3 separate regions of the Mus musculus genome follow, and regions 2 and 3 are each linked to region 1. The links are chromatin contacts, called in public ChIA-PET and Micro-C maps. All regions are on one chromosome and are shown on one strand. Each heading gives the region's core, a stretch centred on a gene start, on an enhancer-like site or on the middle of the called end of the contact. The rest is flanking DNA. Distances are from core to core; before and after follow the strand shown. Region 1 overlaps Cmtr1 (cap methyltransferase 1). Region 2 overlaps Tmem217 (transmembrane protein 217). Region 3 overlaps Mdga1 (MAM domain containing glycosylphosphatidylinositol anchor 1).

Region 1 (3,342 bases), core at 501-3,000:
TCCTGCTCTCGTAGTCCTGACAGCCATGCCGTGCTTATGCAGACTGTCAGGAAAACTGCAGCTACATGAGAAGCATGGGAACTCTGCACTCTGTTGGTTATCGAAGTATAAACTTACTCCAAAATAAAGGCAACTGAAGGACACCACGGGAGGAGGAGCCAGGGAGGGAAGATTGAGGCTGCCCTGTAGGAAGGCAGGCCCTTGAAGCTGGGGGTTTGGGTCATGCTACAGCCACCAGACGGGCTGCTTAGGGAGAGCCGTCTATGCTCAGGCCTCCTAGACTCCGACCCCGCTCTGTGCCAGCTGCTGTGGACACTTGCTGTGTGTCTCAGTATTTCATTCTGTCTGCAGTGTTCCGCTTACCAGGGTATAAGCAAGGGCCAGTGTGGTGAGGGAACGACCCTGAGACATGGAGACAGCACTTAGATAGCCACAGAGGTGCTTGTCTGAGGAGTCTTGAGTCGGCCTGGCTGGGGAAAAGGTGCTAAGGATGTTTTGGGTGAGGAAGCTCCAGTGGGCAGTGGTGACAGTGGTGACCGAGGGGGTGTCTGGGTGTGGGGAGTGCTGGATCATGCTTGCTGATAAGTACTTCTATTCTTTTGCCTCCTCTTCCTGGAGTTCTCCTTTCTTTTCCTCACTGAGCCACCTGTTTCCCGATCTCCTTTTCTTCTACCTCTCTCTGCAGAAGCCACTGCTGAAGGAGTCGGACATTGACCTTCTCTACTTTGCTGATGTGTGTGCAGGCCCGGGAGGCTTCTCCGAGTACGTGCTGTGGAGGAAGAAGTGGCACGCAAAGGGCTTTGGGATGACGCTCAAGGGCCCCAACGACTTCAAGCTGGAGGACTTCTACTCGGCCTCCAGCGAGCTCTTCGAGCCCTACTATGGTAGGGACACTGAGCAGGGCGGGGACTAGGAAATAGGAGGCCGCTCCTCTCCCATGTGGGGACTTCAAGGCCCAAGCTGTTGCTACCTGTGCTCTTCCTGTTCTGCTAGCCAGAATTCACAGATCCTGGTGTGAGGGTCTTAACTCCCATCAAGCATCTGTCTTGGTTTTTGTTTTTTCAACCACAGGCCTGCACTCCCTAGGTAAACTCATCAAAGCCGTACAGTTCTCCTTGCAGGATGGTGGTTCTTGTGTGGTGACGGGGGTAATGAAACTGCCTGATTCCTAGCTGGAAACTGGCAGTTATTAACAAAGCTGGGTCATAAGCCCAGCTGCAGCCCTGTGTGTTGTATGCACTGCACTCACTAGCAGCTCGGCAGTTACAGCAGTCCCTCTGCCCTGACAGACGGACTGTGCTGTGTCAGCAGATCCTGAATTCTTTCCTAACAGTTCTTATGGAGGTGGTGGTGGTTGTTTTGTTTACTCATGGTTTGTTTTTATTCTCTTTGTTTGTTTGCTTGCTTTGACACAGGGTCTTTATGTAACCCTGGCTAGCCTGGAATTCAGCTGTGTAGACCAGGCTGGCCTTAGTCTTCCACCTGCTTTAGTCTCCCAAGTGCTAGGGTTTGATGTTTTGAGATTGGGGGGGGGGGGTCTCACATTCTAAGCCAATGTAAAACTCCCTGTGTAGCCCAGACTGGCCTTAAATTTATGGGCAGTGTTTCTGCTTCAGCCTCATGAATACCTGTAGGCCTGAGCCCCCATGCCTGGCTAATACTGGGTTTTAAACATAAGTGCTTTGAAAAGCAAGATCCTCTGCTTCAGTTGATAACTTTAGGTTGGTCAGTTCCCTATGAACTGTGGCTTCTGAGAGCAGGAGTTGGCTGTTGCAGGCTTATCAGCATAGTCAGGATGGGTCCTGCTTCTCAGAGCTCCTGGCCTGGCTGCTGGAAGCAGATAAACTCACAGTTTTTTGTGTCCCATCAGGTGAGGGTGGGGTCGATGGAGATGGAGATATCACCCGCCCAGAGAACATCAATGCATTTCGGAATTTTGTCCTGGACAACACAGATCGCAAGGGCGTCCACTTTGTGATGGCAGATGGGGTAGGTGACTGCCTCTGGAAATATACTTTATGGGTGTGTTCTGAATTTAGAGGTTTGTTTTGTTTGTTGTGCTTGAAGTTGAACCCTTGGCCTTGGGCATCCAGAGTAAGTGCTATGCTGAAGACCCCACCCCCACCCCAGTCGCCCTTGAAAAATGCTTTAGTTTTGCTCTTGAGCTGACCCAATAAATGGTAACTCAATGTTCATATCATAGGGATGCACATTTTTATTTATTTTATACATTTTCCTACAATTTTTATAAAGATTCTCCTATTGTAAAAAACATTTGCTTGAGCTCACTGCTGACGGAAAGGCCTCTAGTTGCTGAGGGACTGGTGGAGCGTGGGCCCCAGCTGGGGTCAGCTAGGCAGAACTGAATGGGAGGCACCCTGCCGGCACTTGTCAGCCAGGTTGTTGCTGTTGGAAGCTGTCTCCAGGTGGCTCCTGAGCCTCATGTGCACTGACAGACACTTGAGCAGTAGCAGCAGCAGCAGCAGCAGCAGCAGCAGCAGCAGCAGCAGCAGCACAGAGTCTACGGAGGCCCTTAGCTACCGTGAGCTTCCAAGGGTCTACCCGAGCAGTTCCTTGGGATGCAGAGGGAACCTGCCACCACACTGTTTAGCAGAGGCCCTCTCATCCAGTATCTCATAGCCCAGGGGAGCCCTCTCATGCCAGTCACTTTGGGAGCAAGGACAGACAGAATGCCTACAGGATGGCAGAGCTTGGGTTGAGAAGAGCCTTTGGAGTTCTTTGTGTATGGAAGAAAGCAGAGCGTTAGAGGGATCTGAGGATGCCCTGGCTCCCTGAAACCTGTACACAGTAGGGCAGCGGGTGGACAGGGTTGGGGCAGGCTAAGAGGAAGGGACTGCGCCTGTTGAGCAGATGTGTGGGGTCTGCCAGTTGCCTTTTCTGCCTTTACTGCAGCAGACAGCAGGGCTGCAAACACAAAGATTTTCTGCTTTGAAAGCAGGAGGGCTGGGCTGGCCTTTTGATTTATTTCTGTTATTTATTTTAAATGTTGTATATGGTAATGTGTTGCACAGGATATTTTCATACGAGTTTATATATATTGTACATTGAACATATTCCCACTCTCCCCCTCCCATCTCTATCTTTTCCTTTCTCTTATCTTTAAAATTTCTTTTTTTAGTCAGAGTCTCAAAATAGCTCAGGCTGGCCTCAGACTTTCTGTAAGCTGAAGTTGGCCTTGACTCCTGATCCTCCAGCCTCTACCCCCTAAGTGCTGGGACTACCAGCATGTGCCACCACGCCTGGCTCTGTTTTTGAATACCTAATTAGCTCTAAAACAAATGTGGATTTTGAGAAACATCTTTAAGTCTGGGAGACAATGGT
Region 2 (3,447 bases), core at 518-3,017, 160 kb before region 1:
ATGTCTGGATTTTTGGTTCTTGTTTTGTTTTGAAAATGTGGGTTCGAGCCGGGCAGTGGTGGCGCACGCCTTTAATCCCAGTACTTGGGAGGCAGAGACAGGTGGATTTCTGAGTTCGAGGCCAGCCTGGTCTACAAAGTAAGTTCCAGGACAGCCAGGGCTACACAGAGAAACCCTGTCTCAAAAAACCAAAAAAAAAAAAAAAAAAAAAAAAAGAAAATGTGGGTTCTAGGGATAGAACTCAGGTCATCATGGAGTTCATCACACTTACAAAGGTGCACTGAGTGATATGCTCATATATTTGAATGTTTGGTCCGCAGTTGGTGGAACTGTTTGGGAAGGATTGGGGGGCATTGCCTTGTTGGATTAGGTGTGTCACGGGGGGTGGGATAGGGTTTGAGGTTTCAAAAGTCCATGCCAGGCCCATTCTCTCCCCTCTCTGTCTCTGTCTCTCTCACTGCTGCTTGTGGATAAGATGTAAGCTCCCCGCTGCCACTCAAGCGCCATGTCTGCCAGCCTGCCTGCCTGCAGCCACGCTTTCTGCCTTGACGGTCATCAGCTCACCCTCTGAAACTGTGAGCTCCGAAGTTAAATGCTTTCTTTTATAAGTTGATTTGGCCATGGTGTCTTCTCATAGCAATATGGCAGTAACTGAGACACAAGGCAAGGGAATTTATGGACTGAGCTATCTCCTTCAGACCTTAAAGCTTCGATTTTCTGTTTCTGTTTTGTTTGAGACTGGGTCTTACTGTGTAGCCCTGGCTGGCCTGGAACTCACAGATCTGCCTGCTTCTGTCTAGAGAGCTGGGCTCAAGGCATCTTTAACTACGCAAGGCTCAAAACACATTTTACTGGTGCCCCACCACCACCCCAATGTTGGCTTACAAATTCCATTGCCGCTTCTTGCTCCTCCTCCTCTCCCCGCCCTCTTCCTGGCCCCTCCCACTGGCTCTTACCTCCTGCGCGCTCTCTCTCTCCTCTCTCCTCTCTCTCTCTCTCTCTCTCTCTCTCACACACACACACACACACACACATACACACACATAGAGGAATTAAAATCTAGGACCCACATGTGAGAGAACGCAGGTCCTATTTGTCCTTTTGAGCCTGGTTTATTCTACTTCTACTTCATTTACTTCATTCGAGGATTTCCAGCTTCATCCATTTCTCTGCAAATGTCACTATTTCATATTATTTCACAGCTGAATGATTTCCACAGTCTGTACCTTCCGCATCTCCTCCATCCATCAATCCTTCCATCAGCTGATGGATATCCATGCTGGTCCCACTCCTAGATGTCTTGGGTTTCTGAGACAGAAGGCGAGGGGTGTCTTAGCTGCCTGTTTTGCCTCAGGGCCCCTCCTAAAGTAAAGGTCTGGAGCGGCTGCCAGCTGAAGGCTGTCCTCCGAGGAGGGTCCTTTCACTCACCTGGCTGTTGGTAGCTCCTGGCCAGAAACCTCAGCTCTCTTCTTCTGGCCTGTTTTAAGGGCTGCCTGAGTCTCCTTGTGCCATGGCTGCAGGCTTTCCTCGAGGGTAACTGTTTGGTAGCAGCAGAGAATGGCTGTGTCTTTTTTTTTCTTTTAAATTTTATGTGGTTGAGTGCCTTTCTGCATGTAGGACCGCCAGGTGCCTGCAGTGCCCATAGTAGCCCGAAGAGGGCGCCAGTTGGAGCCCGAGGAACTGGAATTACACAGGCAGTTGTGAGCAGCAAATGCTCTTACCACTGAGCCATCTCTCCAGCCCTGCGGTCTTGCTTCTTATAGGCTTACTAAAGGCTAACCACAGGGCTGCGCACACAGTCCTGGCCGATGGCAGCCTCCGCTCATCACCCCAGGGTGATGAGGCTTTGAGCTTTCTTCTCAGCCAAGTAGCCAGCATCCAACCCAGCAGGGTGTGTGTGTGTGTGGGGGGGCACTCTCTAGGGGGCACAACCTGCTACCTCCCCAGTTTTCCCAACAGGAGAGAAATCCCAGATACTGTAGGGAAGCTAGGGTCTTCCCTTCTTCCTGTATTCTTCCAGGCCAAACTCTTGCTCAAGAGATCAGATTTCCCAAAACAAAAACCCAATCCTCTCCAACACAGAAAGAAAACCAGCCTGCCATGCTTGACAGTGAGTCAGCTGACAAGCAGGGAAACCAGTCCCCACTGGGGATGGGCGAATGCAGACAATAAACCACAGGGCTGCGCACACAGTCCTGGCCGATGGCAGCCTCCGCTCATCACCCCAGGGTAGCTCTACACATCCCTTGCTATGTCTATAATCTTTTCTTTCTCCAGTGCCTTTTCTCTACTTGGCTCTTTCCTCTGGGTCTTTCAGGTCTCCTACGCGGTGTCAGGGTCCCACGGTAGCTTCCTTTCTGTGGTCACTGGCTGACTGCCAACTTGCCTCTCACTAGCAGGCCAATCAGGAGTGCCCCGGAAGCTCTCCTCTGCGCTCCTTTCTTCCACAGGATGTCAAACACATCTCTGAGAACTTTCAGTGAATTCTCACTGTTCAATGCTCAGAACTGGGGTACATGGGCACCCCTAGCCACGGTATCACCATAGCTGCCATAGACAAATATTTATGCCAGGACTAGAACTCAGCTGCCTTATTCCACTAGCAAGGAGCCCTCTTGATGAAGAATATGGAGTTTGTTCTGCTCAGGACCCGTTTTCCTTGAATGTGGAGGTCTCTGATGTGGGACAGGACCTTCCCTTCCTTAGTGTAGCAATTGCGCCTTCCACAGACAGCCACACAGTTGGCCAGAATAAAGTTTAGATTTCCAAGTATCACTTGCAGCTAATGGCTATGCTACCAAAGGGTTTTTATTTATTTATTTATTTATTTATTTATTTATCTATTTAGTGTGTTTATTTTTGGACCAGAGGAAGGGAGTATTTTGAGATAGGGTTTCTCTGTGTAGCCTTTACTGTCCTAGAACTCACTCTGGCCTTGAACTCAGAGTTCTGCCTGCCTCTGCTCAGATTAAAGGAGTGCACCACTGCCCAGCTTGGAAGTTGGTAGCCTGGTTGCTACCAACGTTTTTTAAATGACATTTTATTCATTTTGTGTGCATGCAAGAGTTATGGTTGTGGATGTGAGCATGCCACAGTGTGTTTGTGGAGGTTGGATGACAACTTTTGGGAGTAGGCTTTCTTCTTCCACCTTCATGAGGGTCCTAGGAAAATGGAACTTGGACTTTCAGCCATCTTGTTTGGCTTTTGATGCCTCGTGTAGCCTGGGATTGCCATGAATCCATTATGACTTTGAAATCCTGATCCTTCTGCCTCTACCTCCAGTGTCGGGGTCACAGGCTTGGAACCACTGTGTCTGGCTTGATGCTGTCAATTTGTAAGAAAGGGCTGAGAAGAGAAGAAACCAAGGTGGCCATCTGTATTAAATATCAGACTCCTGTCGTTCCTCTTTGTCATCCAGATGGCTCAGAGGTATTTACGGGAGGGGCC
Region 3 (3,119 bases), core at 200-2,699, 170 kb after region 1:
ACAGTGGCCAGACATGACTTGGGCCACAATTACACAATGACACTGAATGCTGGGTGGTAGCCAGTTGCTCTGTTAGCTTGGCTTCTCTGTCTTGGTAGCTCCAAGTCTTGGGTGTTCCTGGTGCTACACCCAGCTCCACAATATGGCGACTGTGCCCATCCTCCTTTGTTACTAATGGCTCATGGAGGAGCTCGGGTAACCCATTTCCTATCTCTCTCTCTCTCTCTCTCTCTCTCTCTCTCTCTCTCTCTCTCTCTCTCTCTCTCACACACACACACACACACACACACACACACACACACACACACACAGAGGGAGGACTGGCCATGGCTGTTCTAGCTCTTGGGCTCCCCCTAGGGACAGGCTAAGCCTAAACTTCCTAAACCCCATTTTTGCTTGGCTGCCTACCTCAATTTCTCTTGAGGCCACATACCTATCAGATGAGCAGATCACATGCCTATACTCACTTCTACCCTCTCAGCCTCTGCTTTTTCAATTTAATTTGCATATGTGTGTGTATGTGATGTGTCTGTGTTTGAGTACATATGTGAAGGTGTGTGCACGCATGCGTGTGGATCCAGAGTGTACAGGATGGTGGTACATAGGCCTCATCTTGGCCCCTACACCAGACCCCATGTTGAGAAGGAGTGATTTCACAAGGATTCCTGGGAACAGAAAGCATTAGCTGCTGCGGGGGCTCCTGGGAGGCTCTGTGGAAGAGCTGCATTTGCCTCAGACTTCAAAGCACAAAGAAGACCCATTCTAGTGGCCAGAGGTGAATCCCACATTGAGTGTCATCCAAGAAGAACGGTGGTGATGTCTGGGCCTTAGTTTACCTGTCTCTGAAATGGAGATGCAGCCAGCTCCTAGAACTTACATGGTGGGGAGTATGAACATGATGAATGAAAAACAGGATTGCCACAGGTTCAAAAGATGTGCCCGCCATCAACACAGATGGGACAGATCTAACCAGAGCACTATTCCCAGAGGCCATCAGTCAGCAGGTCAAGAACTTGAAAGAGGATCTCATTCAGCCCAGGCTGACGTCTCTGTAGCAAGGATCAACATTTAAAAGATAAGCTGTGTGTCTTTGGGCAATTGGAGTCACCTCTCTGAGCCTGTTTCCCCACCTAGAGGAGGAAAATGGATGGATGATCTCGGAGGTCTTTTCAACTTGCTATTGATTTTGTAATCAGCGTGTGCGCGGTGCCTGTGTAAAACACACACTGTCCTCCAGGGAACGGGCCTGTCGCTGTCACCATGCCATAAAAATGTGCAACCGTCAACTGTACACATAAGAGATAGATATCTTTGGCCCAGGTCCCCAGGAAACCTCATCAAGCAACAAGCTACCAAGAGATGTCATGCATGCTGGTTGCTGATAAGACCAGGAGGCTGCATGGATGTCTGCAGGAAGCCCGGGGTGCCTCTTGACAAGGAAGACATCGGTTGAACAGGCTTCAATGGAAGATAAGCTATAATCTTGGACGCTGTGGCTTGCCCACAGCAAAGCGGTGTTGTAATGACAGGGGTTTTGGTGGCTGATAAGGAACGACGGAAAAGAGTTACAAAGCTGCACACGCTCAGGGCACAGCCAGCCTGGGCCAGGTGTGGGGCCCCGGCCAGCAGTCACAAGCAGAGCCTGTAGCTTCCTCACTGAAGGCGGGCAGGGAGCAGCCATCACCGATGACATCATTAGGATGGCCCATCTCCCTTGGCCAACATTAGCTACTAAGAAGATCTGAGTCTCATATGGTAGAGTACACTGCAAGAGATCTGAGCCACACTTATGAATGCTAAACAGCTGTGTGGCCCACGGTCCCATAGTTCTCTTGGGGATGGATGTAACAAGAATGAGCTCTCAAGGCAATCACACAGCAGGTCCAAGCATCTCCCAAGGGGCTGGAGATATTTCGTGGTTAAAAGCATGCACTACTTTTTCAGAGGGCCTGAGTCCAGTTCCCAGAATCCACATGCATATACTTGCCCCACCACCACCACACATACCCATAATTACAAATAAACCATTTCTTTAAAACAAAATCATCTAAGTGACTTTTCTTCTTATAACAACAACAACAACAACAACAAAAACCCCTCATAATCAAGTCGTGAGGCTGTCAAGAGTGGTAAAGGGGGACCCAGTGTGATGGTGTGTGCTTGTATAGAGCAATGGGGAGGCAGAGGCAGGCAGAGCCTTGTGAGTTCGAGGCCAGCCTGCTCTACATAGTAAGTTCTATGTCAGTCAAGGGCTATACAAAGAGACCCTGTCTGAAAACAAAAACAAAAACAACCAAAAAAGGGGGGACTGGAGAGATGGCTCAGAGGTTAAGAGCACCGACTGCTCTTCCGAGGTCCTGAGTTCAAATCCCAGCAACCACATGGTGGCTCACAACCATTTGTAATGGGATCCCATGCCCTCTTCTGATGTGTCTGAAGACAGCAACAGTGTACTCACATACATAAAATAAATAAATCTTTAAAAAAAATAAACAAACAAACAGAACAGCAGGCAGTGTCTATCAGCTATATACTGCAGGCTGTTGGACATAGAACTTGTGGCAATTCTCCTGTCTTTGCTCCCCTCTCCCAGTAAGGGCACCTTGGGATGATGCTCTCCCACTATTGTGTCCAAATTGTCCACTATTGTCCACTATTGTTCTAAGGATTCAACTGGAGCACTCAGCCATGCATGGCTTGGGTTTTACCCCATCCCCACCCCTAAGCCATCTCCTCAGCTCACGCTGGTATTTTTACACAACGCATCCTCAGCAAATGTGAAAGAAAGGAACAATGGCCAGGCCATCCCTGCCAATCCTCCCAGGCATGACTTGACAGAACCCAGGCACAGACGTGTCTATAACGCATGGTTTCATTTGTTCAAAATTCAGAACTGCGAAAGCTAACCTTGTAGCGACAGAGGTTTGGCGGTGACTGCCTTGGGTAGACAAGGTATTATTCACTGGGAAGGGAATACCAGAATGTCCCGGGGAAGGTGGGATACAAGCTAGCTGGGTCTGAATACCGGTTCCGTGGTGGCAAGGTATCTGTTTGGACGTTCACCCTGTCTGTTCAGGTTTGGATAGGACGTGCTTCTCTCAGACAGGCTCGTGTGTTGG

The links. ChIA-PET counts read pairs in DNA pulled down with a chosen protein or histone mark. A called contact is a pair of places that touch in the nucleus more often than the background predicts.
Region 2: a Micro-C map of the G1E-ER4 cell line shows a contact between it and region 1. The contact joins two enhancer-like sites. A contact is called at or near these places in 7 of 39 promoter capture datasets (the 3T3-L1 cell line, 3T3-L1-derived adipocytes, HPC-7-derived erythroid cells and 4 more), 1 of 15 datasets of contacts at CTCF or cohesin (large pre-B cells), 8 of 484 Hi-C or Micro-C datasets (the G1E-ER4 cell line, the HL-1 cell line, embryonic stem cells and 2 more), 1 of 115 datasets of contacts at active chromatin or transcription factors (effector CD8 T cells) and 3 of 9 other capture datasets (embryonic stem cells, liver and pancreatic islet).
Region 3: a contact with region 1 is called in an SMC1A ChIA-PET map of the G1E-ER4 cell line, with 23 read pairs. The contact joins two enhancer-like sites. A contact is called at or near these places in 1 of 15 datasets of contacts at CTCF or cohesin (the G1E-ER4 cell line), 2 of 484 Hi-C or Micro-C datasets (embryonic stem cells and germinal center B cells) and 3 of 9 other capture datasets (adipose tissue, liver and pancreatic islet).

Annotation. Positions count from the first base shown.
Region 1 is chr17:29,685,166-29,688,507 of GRCm38.p6, forward strand. Cmtr1 (cap methyltransferase 1) reads left to right here. Exons shown (of 24, transcript NM_028791.6): 9 at 686-884; 10 at 1,871-1,989. Gm28043 (predicted gene, 28043) reads left to right here. Exons shown (of 28, transcript NR_132314.1): 14 at 744-884; 15 at 1,871-1,989. Among named protein-coding and RNA genes, the nearest start is that of Cmtr1, 26 kb to the left of the region's middle. Within about 2 kb of position 1,751, at least 15 of the 459 cell types and tissues checked have an H3K27ac peak or open chromatin away from gene starts, as enhancers often do. A contact at or near this core is called in the G1E-ER4 cell line, where this site is marked.
Region 2 is chr17:29,529,789-29,533,235 of GRCm38.p6, forward strand. All of the region lies in intron 2 of Tmem217 (transmembrane protein 217), which reads right to left. Among named protein-coding and RNA genes, the nearest start is that of Tmem217, 18 kb to the right of the region's middle. Within about 2 kb of position 1,768, at least 80 of the 459 cell types and tissues checked have an H3K27ac peak or open chromatin away from gene starts, as enhancers often do. A contact at or near this core is called in the G1E-ER4 cell line, where this site is marked.
Region 3 is chr17:29,858,577-29,861,695 of GRCm38.p6, forward strand. The region is part of intron 1 of Mdga1 (MAM domain containing glycosylphosphatidylinositol anchor 1); the gene reads right to left. Among named protein-coding and RNA genes, the nearest start is that of Mdga1, 28 kb to the right of the region's middle. Within about 2 kb of position 1,450, at least 38 of the 459 cell types and tissues checked have an H3K27ac peak or open chromatin away from gene starts, as enhancers often do. A contact at or near this core is called in the G1E-ER4 cell line, where this site is marked.